2 separate regions of the Mus musculus genome follow, and region 2 is linked to region 1. Evidence: chromatin contacts called from public HiChIP or PLAC-seq data. All regions are on one chromosome and are shown on one strand. Each heading gives the region's core, a stretch centred on a gene start, on an enhancer-like site or on the middle of the called end of the contact. The rest is flanking DNA. Distances are from core to core; before and after follow the strand shown. Region 1 holds the start of Oit3 (oncoprotein induced transcript 3). Region 2 overlaps Micu1 (mitochondrial calcium uptake 1).

Evidence for each region. HiChIP or PLAC-seq counts read pairs in DNA pulled down with a chosen protein or histone mark.
Region 2: an H3K27ac HiChIP or PLAC-seq map of embryonic stem cells shows a contact between it and region 1, with 6 times the contacts expected there. The contact joins the enhancer-like site here to the promoter of Oit3 in region 1. A contact is called at or near these places in 3 of 39 promoter capture datasets (cranial neural crest, liver and maxillary cranial neural crest), 3 of 484 Hi-C or Micro-C datasets (B cells, bone marrow-derived macrophages and pre-pro-B cells), 8 of 115 datasets of contacts at active chromatin or transcription factors (embryonic stem cells, epiblast stem cells, extraembryonic endoderm stem cells and 3 more) and 5 of 9 other capture datasets (adipose tissue, embryonic stem cells, liver and 2 more).

Annotation. Positions count from the first base shown.
Region 1 is chr10:59,439,833-59,444,669 of GRCm38.p6, forward strand. Oit3 (oncoprotein induced transcript 3) reads right to left here and starts at 1,947. Exons shown (of 9, transcript NM_010959.2): 1 at 1,791-1,947. The coding sequence starts at 1,851. It overlaps Gm36318 (a long non-coding RNA gene), which reads left to right and starts at 1,921. Exons shown (of 3, transcript XR_380461.2): 1 at 1,921-2,008; 2 at 2,268-2,348; 3 at 3,423-4,053.
Region 2 is chr10:59,794,706-59,799,621 of GRCm38.p6, forward strand. All of the region lies in intron 8 of Micu1 (mitochondrial calcium uptake 1), which reads left to right. It overlaps Gm17059 (predicted gene 17059), which reads right to left. Exons shown (of 2, transcript NR_155871.1): 2 at 4,497-4,916. Among named protein-coding and RNA genes, the nearest start is that of Gm17059, 3.1 kb to the right of the region's middle. Within about 2 kb of position 1,331, at least 14 of the 459 cell types and tissues checked have an H3K27ac peak or open chromatin away from gene starts, as enhancers often do. A contact at or near this core is called in embryonic stem cells and liver, where this site is marked.

The DNA.
Region 1 (4,837 bases), core at 697-3,196:
TTCCCTCCCTTCTCCTAGGGGGAAGTCTCCTCCACCCCTCTGGCTATGGCTCTCCAGCCAAGCAGGGCTTCCAGAACAATTTCACAGATGATTATAACTTCATAGAAATATTTCACTCATCTCCCTGTCTCTAATTTTACAAGAAATGTTAGACTCTCAACCTTTCATGGCATTGACAACAACTCCCGTAATGACTATTCCATGATTTCTAAAGTTTTCCTTAAAGTTAAATGTCATTTCTTAGACTGTTGGAAAGTTCAGTTGCCCTCCTGTTGTAGAGGAACAGTGGCGTGAAGAAGAGATTGACCCTATATGAGATGTCACACAAACACAGTTGCTGGATATTTGCTAACATTACATTCTTCCACACTCTTTTAAAATTCCCATTTGGTGTCAAATCGTCTTTTTGCTCTCAGTGTGGAGCCAAGAATGTGGCATTATAGAAACTGATCCTAGTTAGCTCAGACAGTCCTCAGCGACTTGAAAGAGAACAACCCTGTATGTTTCTCTCAAAGTCCCCCTCCCTGCTAGAAAGCTCAGCGGCTCAGCAGAACACTTAGGAGCTTGGATCTTATACAAAGACCAACCACGGGGCCTGAGCAGACGTATTTGTGTCCCTATCTTGTTATCCTGGAGGCTGGTGTACCTCGAAGGCCCTGTACACTGTCCAAGTCACAGTTTTTTCAGCCCTTGTGCCTTTGCTGTGTCTAGAAGCTCCCTGTCCTGTCCCCTGCTTCTCCCTGTTCACCTCTTCTTTCCTGGGTTCCAAGCACTGAGAAGCACCATTGATTATTATTACCTCAAGCCTGTGGTCATTCACATTGTTTTAGTTTCTATCTACAATGTCCCCTGTCCCAGGATCCCATCCAGGATATTGTAATACGCATATCTCCTCAGGGTTCAATCAGTTGTTGTTGTTGTTGCTTGGTTTCTGTTTTTCAAGACAGGGTTTCTCTGTGTAGCCCTGGCTGTCCTGTCCTAGAACTCACTCTGTAGACCAGGCTGGCCTCAAACTCACAGAGATCTACCTGCCTCTGCCTCCTGAGTGCTGGGATTAAAGGTTGTGCCACTATTGCCTGGATTCAAACTTTGTGTGTGTGTGTCTATACACACATATGTAAATTATATATATATTTAAAGGTGTCAGTGTGGCCCAAGTTACTGCAGAGAAACCAATCTAAGCCAGTCATACACTGAGCTACACAGAAACACCCAGAAGGATCCTCGTTGGCAAGTTTTATGCCAAGCCTGAGAAGTTGCTTGGTCTGTGCAAAAAGTCACTCATATTTTTAAAGGTCAAATTTAATACCTGCTTTATCCAGGTCTGCCCCTTTCATGGGGACAGAACATTTGCTCCCTTTTACTCATTAAGGAAAAAGCTCTACTCTCATTTCTAAAGGAAAGAAAATATCGTTTCCATTCTTAAAGTTGGAACTCTAACGTCCTTACCCTAGAAAGAGATCTAATTTCTTTTCACACATACTCCCAGAACCCCTTAGCTCATAGGAAGGTTGTAGAGAAAAAAGGTCCTTGGAAGTCCTAGCCACTCAGGCAGGAAGCTAAAGGAACACGAAACAAAAATTCTCTGGGTGGGTATATATATCCATGTAGGTTGAATGACTGTTTTTGTTTTGTCTTTTTTTTGTTTTTGTTTTGTTTTTGTTTTTGTTTGTTTTACACAACCATAGGGCTGTATTTAAGGCCCTGTCATCTGGTTCTTAACATTTGGTACCCAAAAGCAAACAGCAACACAAAAGTACATTGTGCCAAATTCTTGACACGGGACTTACCCGCAGGTGACACCAAGGTGACTGTGGTGGAGAGGCAGGTGAGCAGCAGGGACAGAGGCATCGTTCTGATCCAGCTGCCAGGAGTGGATAGAAGATTCCCGGTGTAACAACAGTTCTCCGTTGTTCTCTCAAGCACTTAGGGGAGAATATCCCTCTGGACTCTTAGGAAGAATATCTGTATCCGCGCTGGCTGGGACCTCGTGGGACAGCGGAAGACGGTGAGTGGGATAACGCTCTGGCCTTGACTCCAGATAGAGGCCTTGCTCCTCACCTTCCCCAGCAGTATTTTACTGATACGGGTCTTTAGAGGAAACAAAAAACAAAAAAACCCTCTCCATGCCTCATCCTCCTATTGTGTGTGTGTCCCCCCTCCACCCCCCAAGAACTGCCTGTAACGGAGCCTTCGGTATCTTATCCAGAAGGGAACTCTCACTTAGGGACATCCCCTCACGTCAAATCTTGTTTTGTGACTTCTAGGAACTGACTTCCTGATGTGGCAGCCATGGCATTGTGCAGCCTCCTTCAGCCAGAGCGAGTCAAGCCACACCGTGGAACTGGGTACTGGAGAAATGTCTCAGTCTGATGGTCCAGGAGATAACAAGAACACACACACATACACACAGAGAAACACACAGAAATACACACACACACACACACACACACACACACACACACACAGAGACACACATAGACACAGACACACATACACAGACACGCAGAAAAACACATACCCAGACACACACACATGCACACAGGCATACACACACACACACACACACACACACACACACACACACACACACACACACACACAGGAGATAGGGAGGGGCCTGGGAGGGGCTGGTATTCTCTTGAAGAAGTTCCTAGATTTTCCTTATTCTGGTCTCCAGTCTCAGAGTTTCTGAAGGGACAAACCTTCACTCGGGCATTACCAACCCAGCAGTGATGCCTGGTGTTTCCGTGCTGGGTTTCTTTTCCATGGGGTATTGGGGGTTATTTATTTATCCAGTTCTCACACTAAAATGATAGCAGGAACTTCCCAAAATTTGGAACTACCCATTAATTAACAAAATCCCAGACCAAAGAGGAGGACCATGGGGACCAGCTCACTAGACGTCACCAGGCCTGGGTGTAGTAACTTCAGACATGGGGGTCAAAGGTCTCTGGCTGTGGGCACCCAGAACCAGAAATTATGGTAAAAAGGCAATGGAATGGGGTCAATCAGCAGGGTGGGCTAAACATATGTCAAGATCTATTTTAAATAGGTCTGAGGGAAATACATTCTCTCACCCAATCCAACTTTTAGAGCCTCAAATCAGAGCTTATCCCCACGTCCCTTCTGTCCCTTCCATACCTGAGTTTGTTCTCTGAGTAACCACATCTCTAGCAACTGGGACAAGAAGCATGTTTGGGGAAGGCAGCCCTTACATTAAAAAAAAAAAAAGGTCTTAAGCACTTTTCCCAAATGATTGTGGCTTCTTTCTTCTAAGGGCTCCATTTCCAGAAACTATTAGTCCTTATTACTAGATTGTTAATTTCTAGATTGTGACGGTAAACAGAAGTGGGATCTGCAGGAGCTACAGGTGAACAAGGAGTCGCACGGATCTAACTTTGTTTCTTTCTCCCCGTTAGGACCCAGGCAGCTTGACCACTAGGGTCTTAAGTTGTAGTTTGACAGCAGTGATGGATGACGTGGGACTCCATAGCTGGGCAATGCTGCTGTTGCTTTTAACAACAACAAAAAAAAACAAGCCTCACTGTTTCCTGTCCCTGAGAAGACATTCCAGTGCTTTATATGTGTTTGAAAAAACAAAGGACGTGTGCCTGAGATAAACCCAGGCTTGTGGCCAAGATTGATTGCTGGAGTCAAGGACTTGCACCAGATAGCCCTTTGGTTCTATAAACAAGAATCCCGGGGATGCCAGGATACCCCTCCCCCACTCTTGTCGGGTTTTTTCCCTTTTAGTTGACCTGCCTTTAAAAATATACAGGACAGAAGAAGGAGGGTGAACACCCAGCTGCGAAGCCCACTGACATCTTCTTGATTTTTTTATTTTATTTTGTTCACATTCCACGGTACATCCCTAAGAGGTGGTCTCTCTTATTTATGTCACCACGAGGCTGTTATTACAGTTATGGAAAGCAGGAATAATTCTTCGGCATTTGATGTCCTATCTGTGTTTAGCTTTTCCAATAGTTTCAAACGTTCATTTGTATTGCTAGTTTGAATCAGGATTGAGCAAGACTTTTACTGTAGACTGCATTTTGAGGTGTCACTTAAACGTCTACATCATCCTGCCTCTTTTATACTATTGGCCAGTCATCTAATCAGCCACTTATAGAGTGTTCTGTGTTTCAGATTTGGTTAATTGCTTCTTTATTGTATCATTTAGTGCCCTCTCCCCCATTGTTAGTGTTAGCACTTGTTTGTATTTTCAAGTCTCCTAAAGTATGTGTCCTTAGGATTTAAGCCCCCAAATACCCTGGTGACAGGGAAGAAACTTACCATACATAGGGCAATACAGTCAGGGAGGAAAGGAAACCAGCTTGCTGCTCTAGAGAGACCTCAGAACCATACTGGGACAGCCTTCAACATATAAATGGTACCTGATTTGGGGGAGTGGGCAAGATTGTCCAAGGGAAGTGTGCCCCAGGTTAGATAGAGCATGGTGGGAAGTTAACACTTAATATGTGGTCACTGGCAGGAGACTGCAAAGAAGACTAGGAAACTGTGGCCTTGAAGAGGGAAGTCCAAGACACAGGAGCAGAGATGTTTGAAGGAGAGGGCCGTGTTTAGCATGGGCCACGCTTATAAAGCATATGCAAATGACATGCAAATGCGAACATATAAAGCAGGTAACTTAACATTCAGTATGATCCCAAGGAATTGACTCCAAAGGTGCTTTATGGAAGGCATACATGGTATGTGACTTATTAGGGGAAAGAAAAGGAAAGATGGTTGGTGTTGGGAAAAAAAATCAGTGACATTTATGTCACTTTCCTGTAAGGAAGAGGGGGCAAGAAGTGTGTGAGAGCCAGAAGACAGG
Region 2 (4,916 bases), core at 81-2,580, 350 kb after region 1:
ACGTCAATGCAGACGACAAAAATTTACTGTAATCAAGCTGCTACTGATTGATCCGGGCCACAGAACAGACTTGGGAGCTGAACTGGGACCCTAGAGAGAAATTACACAGCACATTTAAAGGATGAGACCACGCAGCGAGAGGGAGCGGAGTGGGCTGTAGCATTGTCCAGTCATATTTTGACTTAAGGGGTTGAGCAAGGGAGTTTTCACCAATCAGGATAGGAGTCGGTTCCTGGGCCTGGAACATGACCTTGTTTGACCCTGCCAGCAAGATGGAGAGGTTGTCCTTGAGATGTCTGGACTGGGACAACTTTTTCCTTATAATGTAAGGGTCCATGCTTCCCCGAAGAATGAAACCCCAGACTCAAAACAGTATGAAAGCGCAGAGTGTTTTATTCTTCAGAAGTCCAGCATTCTCCCATTACCAGGATAGAGAGACAATCACGTGAGCCTGAAGAAGGCTCGCTTTAAAACACATTGGAATTCTGGGATAGATGACCTTTGTCTTACTCCACCTCTAGACTTTCTGGAACCATTTTCAAGGTGTGAAGTCTGGAAACTGCTGCCGACCCATTGTCTTTGCCTCGGGCCAGGTGGTGGGCAGCTTTGAGGGCAGGACTTGCCTGGGCTTGCCCAGTTCTTAGAAACTGAGATTTAGGCCTCGTCTCCTGAACTGCCAGTTTGAAGCCTGTCATGGAATCAGCCGAGCCTTCTCACTAAGAGAAGCTGTTCAGCTATTGGGAAGTTCCTAGCTCTCCTAGAACCTGGGACCTTTATTTAGTTTCTCCTATGATTAAATGGAATGTGAAAACAAAATGGTAGCACTTAGGTTAAGTTTCTTTTGCTTATTCCCACAGTGAAAAGAAAGAACTGATTCTACGGGGTTGTCCGATCCCTACAAGTGGGCCATAGCACATGGGCCTGCACATTCGTCTCACACACACACATAATCCAAATAAATAAATTGTTAAGGATTAGAGAAAATGAGATTAATACTTTTTTAAAATTTACTCTTCTAATCTATGAGATCTGGGGATTAAGTTCAAGTTCTTGGGCTTGGTGGCAAATGTATTTATGTACCAGCTGGCTTGCCTGCCTGTTGCTATTGCTTTCAGTGTTGGGTCTAACCTAAGTCTGGCCCAAGCCAGGCGAGTGCTCTGCCACTGTGCACTGTGCACAACACTATAGTCTAGCCCAGAGGGGTTAATTTCAGAGTGCCTAAGGAGCCCCTAGAATCATGTTTGGATCCATCCAAGCATAACTGTGTGTACCGTTTCTTGCTCTAACAGTGCAGGCAGGGATCACATTGCCTGTGAGAGACAAAGGCCAAGTGGTTACAGAAAAGGACGGGGCAGGAAGGCCTCCAGCTGGGCTTGGTTGTCCTCACAGCCTGTATTTGTCTTGGCTTTTGTTTTTGATCCTGGCTTTTTGAGACAGGATTTCTTAGCATAGACCTGGCTGGGTTGATTACACATTTTGTACATCATGCTGGCCTCAAACTTAGTCTCCTGGCTCTGCCTTCCAAGTACTGGTTTGTAGGCACGTGCTACCAAGCTGCCGGGTCCAGAGTTGATTCTTTCTTTTTTCCTCACAATTTATTTATTTATTTGATGTGCATTGGCATTTTGCCTGCTTGTCTGTCTGTGTGAGGGTGTCAGATCCCCTAGAACTGAAGTTACAGGCAGGTGTGAGCTGCCAGGTGGGTGCTGGGAACTGAACCCGGGTCCTCTGGAAGAACAGCCAGTACTCTTAACCTCAAAGCCCCACAGAGTTGACTCTTAATTACATGCAAGCAAACAAAGCAGAGTTTTCATCGGGATTGCTTCTCTTTTACTCTTTTGCTTCTACAAAGCAAAATAGAGATAATAATAAATTTATAGTTTCTTATTCCATTCTCGGTTTTAGCTTGAATTATTCAATAAAAGGTACTTTACTCCTTTAAGTATTTATAACTTTAACAAGCAAAGTACATATTTAAAGGAGGTTTTTTGTTTGTTTATATTTTAAGAAAAAAGACCTATGAGCAGCCTCCTCCCTTGTAAAGTAATACAACTGTTGGTTATAAAGGTAAAGGTATTTTACTAATATTTTTTCTTTGAGGGAAAAAATCTATATACAGTATGACCTGCCTTATTCTTGTCAAAGTGTTGAGAGAAGACCAGAGCAAGCATTTTCTTAAATGTGAAAAAGTGGGCTGTGGTTTTTCACCAGAAACTATGATATTACCACAGCATTACAGACTGTGTGAGGAGGCTGCAGAAGAGACTCGGGATAACAGTCCAGGACGCTTGTCCCAAGGATCTGGGTTCAATTCCCAGGACCCACCAGGTGGCTCTCAACCATCTTAACTCTAGCTCCCCAGGATCCAGTGCCCTCTTCTGGCCTCCATGGATTCCAGACACACACATGGTGCACCATGTGCATGCAAACATACCCATGTGCATAAAATTATAATATATTTTTATGCAAAATATAGATGCAAAATAGAATTATAATGTAAAAATAAATTGTAGGGAAATAAGAAAACCAAAATTACAGTATGTCTTCACCCTGGGAAAATCCTCTTGCAACTTTAACAATACCATTATTTCAAATAACATACATGCATACATAGGTGCTCATGAATACTTAATATGTATGTACATGTGCTCATACACATATATTTGTGTGTGTGTGTATGTGTGGCTTTAGTGGTTTTATTTTTTGTCCCTTTCAAGTTCTTTATTTTGTTGTCTTAGTCCTTAAATCTAAAGGTCTGTCCATTTTTAAGAAGTCAATAAATAGGATCAGTAGCATGATCCATACACACTAGGGGTTAATTAAAGAACCAGAGAAATATTTTTATTGGTTTTTGTTTTGGGGGTTTTTTGTTTGTTTTTTGTTTTGCTTGTTTTTTATTTTGGGATTTTTTTTTGGGGGGGGGCTGCTTGGTTAGTTGGTTTTTGTTTTGTTGTTGTTGTTTGATACAAGGTTTCACTGTGTAGCCCTGGCTGTCCTGGAACTCACTTTACAGACCAGGATGGCCTCAAACTCAGAGACCCACCTCTCTCCCCCTCCCTAGTGCTGGGATTAAAGCCGTGCACCACATGCCTGGTTCTGGAGTCAAGGATTTTAAAAGCGCTGATCACTGACTTGAGAAATAGAACATAGCTGGATTTGATGATACACACCTGTAATGCCAGTGCTTGGAAGGTACAGGAAGGAGAATAAGGAACTCAAGGCCATCCTCGGCTATGGAGTATATAGCCTGGGCTACGTGAGAGCCCCTCTCAAAAATAAAAATAAAAATAAAAGATAGTAGGATAATTTAATTTTCCCTAGTAGTTTTTATCTTTTGGTTGTGTTAAAGAAGGGAACATCTCAGGGTGACAGAATCCAAGCTAACATAACTTCTGGGCTCAGGTCATCCTCCTGCTGTGGCCTTCCGAGGAGGTAGAACGGTGCTCCCACGCCTGGCAGGAGACTCTTCTGAGCACAGAGTCACATTAATCACTGAGTACACGTGTCAAGCGTTGGAGGCTTGTCTTGCTCTGATTTACCGATAACTTTGCAATCCCAAAGTCAGTGGGACGACCGTGGTACTTTGACAATATTTGTCAGTTTTCTGGATTTTTCTGTCACCCGATATCCTTAATGCTACATTCTAAATTCATTTTAAACTGGCCACAAGAAAAAAAAAATCAAACTCATAAATAAGTCATGAAGATTTGATCTCCCTCCTGGGAAATGTCTCTTGACTGTCATTCAAAGATGTGGCAGCCCTTTTTTCAGTAGAATACAAGTCCTTCTCAACTTTGGAGCCCGATGCCTGAGTTTCAGAAGGTCATAGTCATTCATTTGGAACTTTTGAACGCAGGGCTAGTTAGATTTTTAACATATTGGAGTTGAGCTACAGCACAGAAAAGGAGAGCAGTGTGTGGCAAGAAGCCTCAGAGGCCCACAGTTCACTGGTTAGCCACACATACTCCTGGCTGGTCTGTGACTATAGAGCTGTAGCACTGCCCAGCACATTAACAACCCCAGGCCTGGGGAAGGTGCTGGCCGACATTCCTTAAGCCCTCCCCTTAAATCAGGTGCTGATCTAATTGTGCCCCCACTCTTTGTTTCCCTTGGACTTCACAGTGCTGTGAGGTTAGCATTGTAATCCCACATTTAAAAAGTGTAGAAACTGGGGCTAGAGAGATGGCTCAGTGGTTAAGAACACTGGCTGTTCTTCCAGAGGTCCTGAGTTCAGTTCCCAGCAACCACATGGTGGCTCACAACCATCTGTAATGGGATCTGAAGCCCTCCACTAGTGTGTCTGAGCACAGTGTACTCACATATATGTTTTTTAGGCATGGCAATTGAGGCAGAAAGAGGTTGAATAGCTTGCCATGGGTTCACACACATGGCGGGTGGGCCAGAGATTGTGTCCCTGGCAATCCACCTTGAAGTAGTGCAGGATCTGTACTCAATGATGAAGATACAAAAAGAAATAAAACATTGCTCTAAGCTTCTCAAGGCAAGATGAATGAACCAGAATTTTATTTGTTTATTTTGAGGCCGGGTCCCACTACGCAGCCATCCTTAGTCTAAATCTGGTAATTTAGCATTGGGCTCCCAAGTGCTGAGATTATCAGCATGCATCACCATGCTCAACACCAGACAGTGTTTTCATGGTGTCGCACGGAATCCCTAGTGGAAGCGATGAGTGTCTGGTACGAGTCACGTCAATCAGTCTGTGAGGTAAGAGGACAGGAGTCTGCTCAGGGGCATTTTCTGTGTCACTCTTGACTCTGAGGTGCGTTCTGACTGCAGGAGAGACTGACTTGCCTTTATCTGCTGTTTACCCAGGCGTGGAGCCATGAGAAGAGTTGGGGGAGGGGTAGCCCTGGGACTGTCGCCAGGAAGAACTCTGGGGAGATGGGCCATCCTCA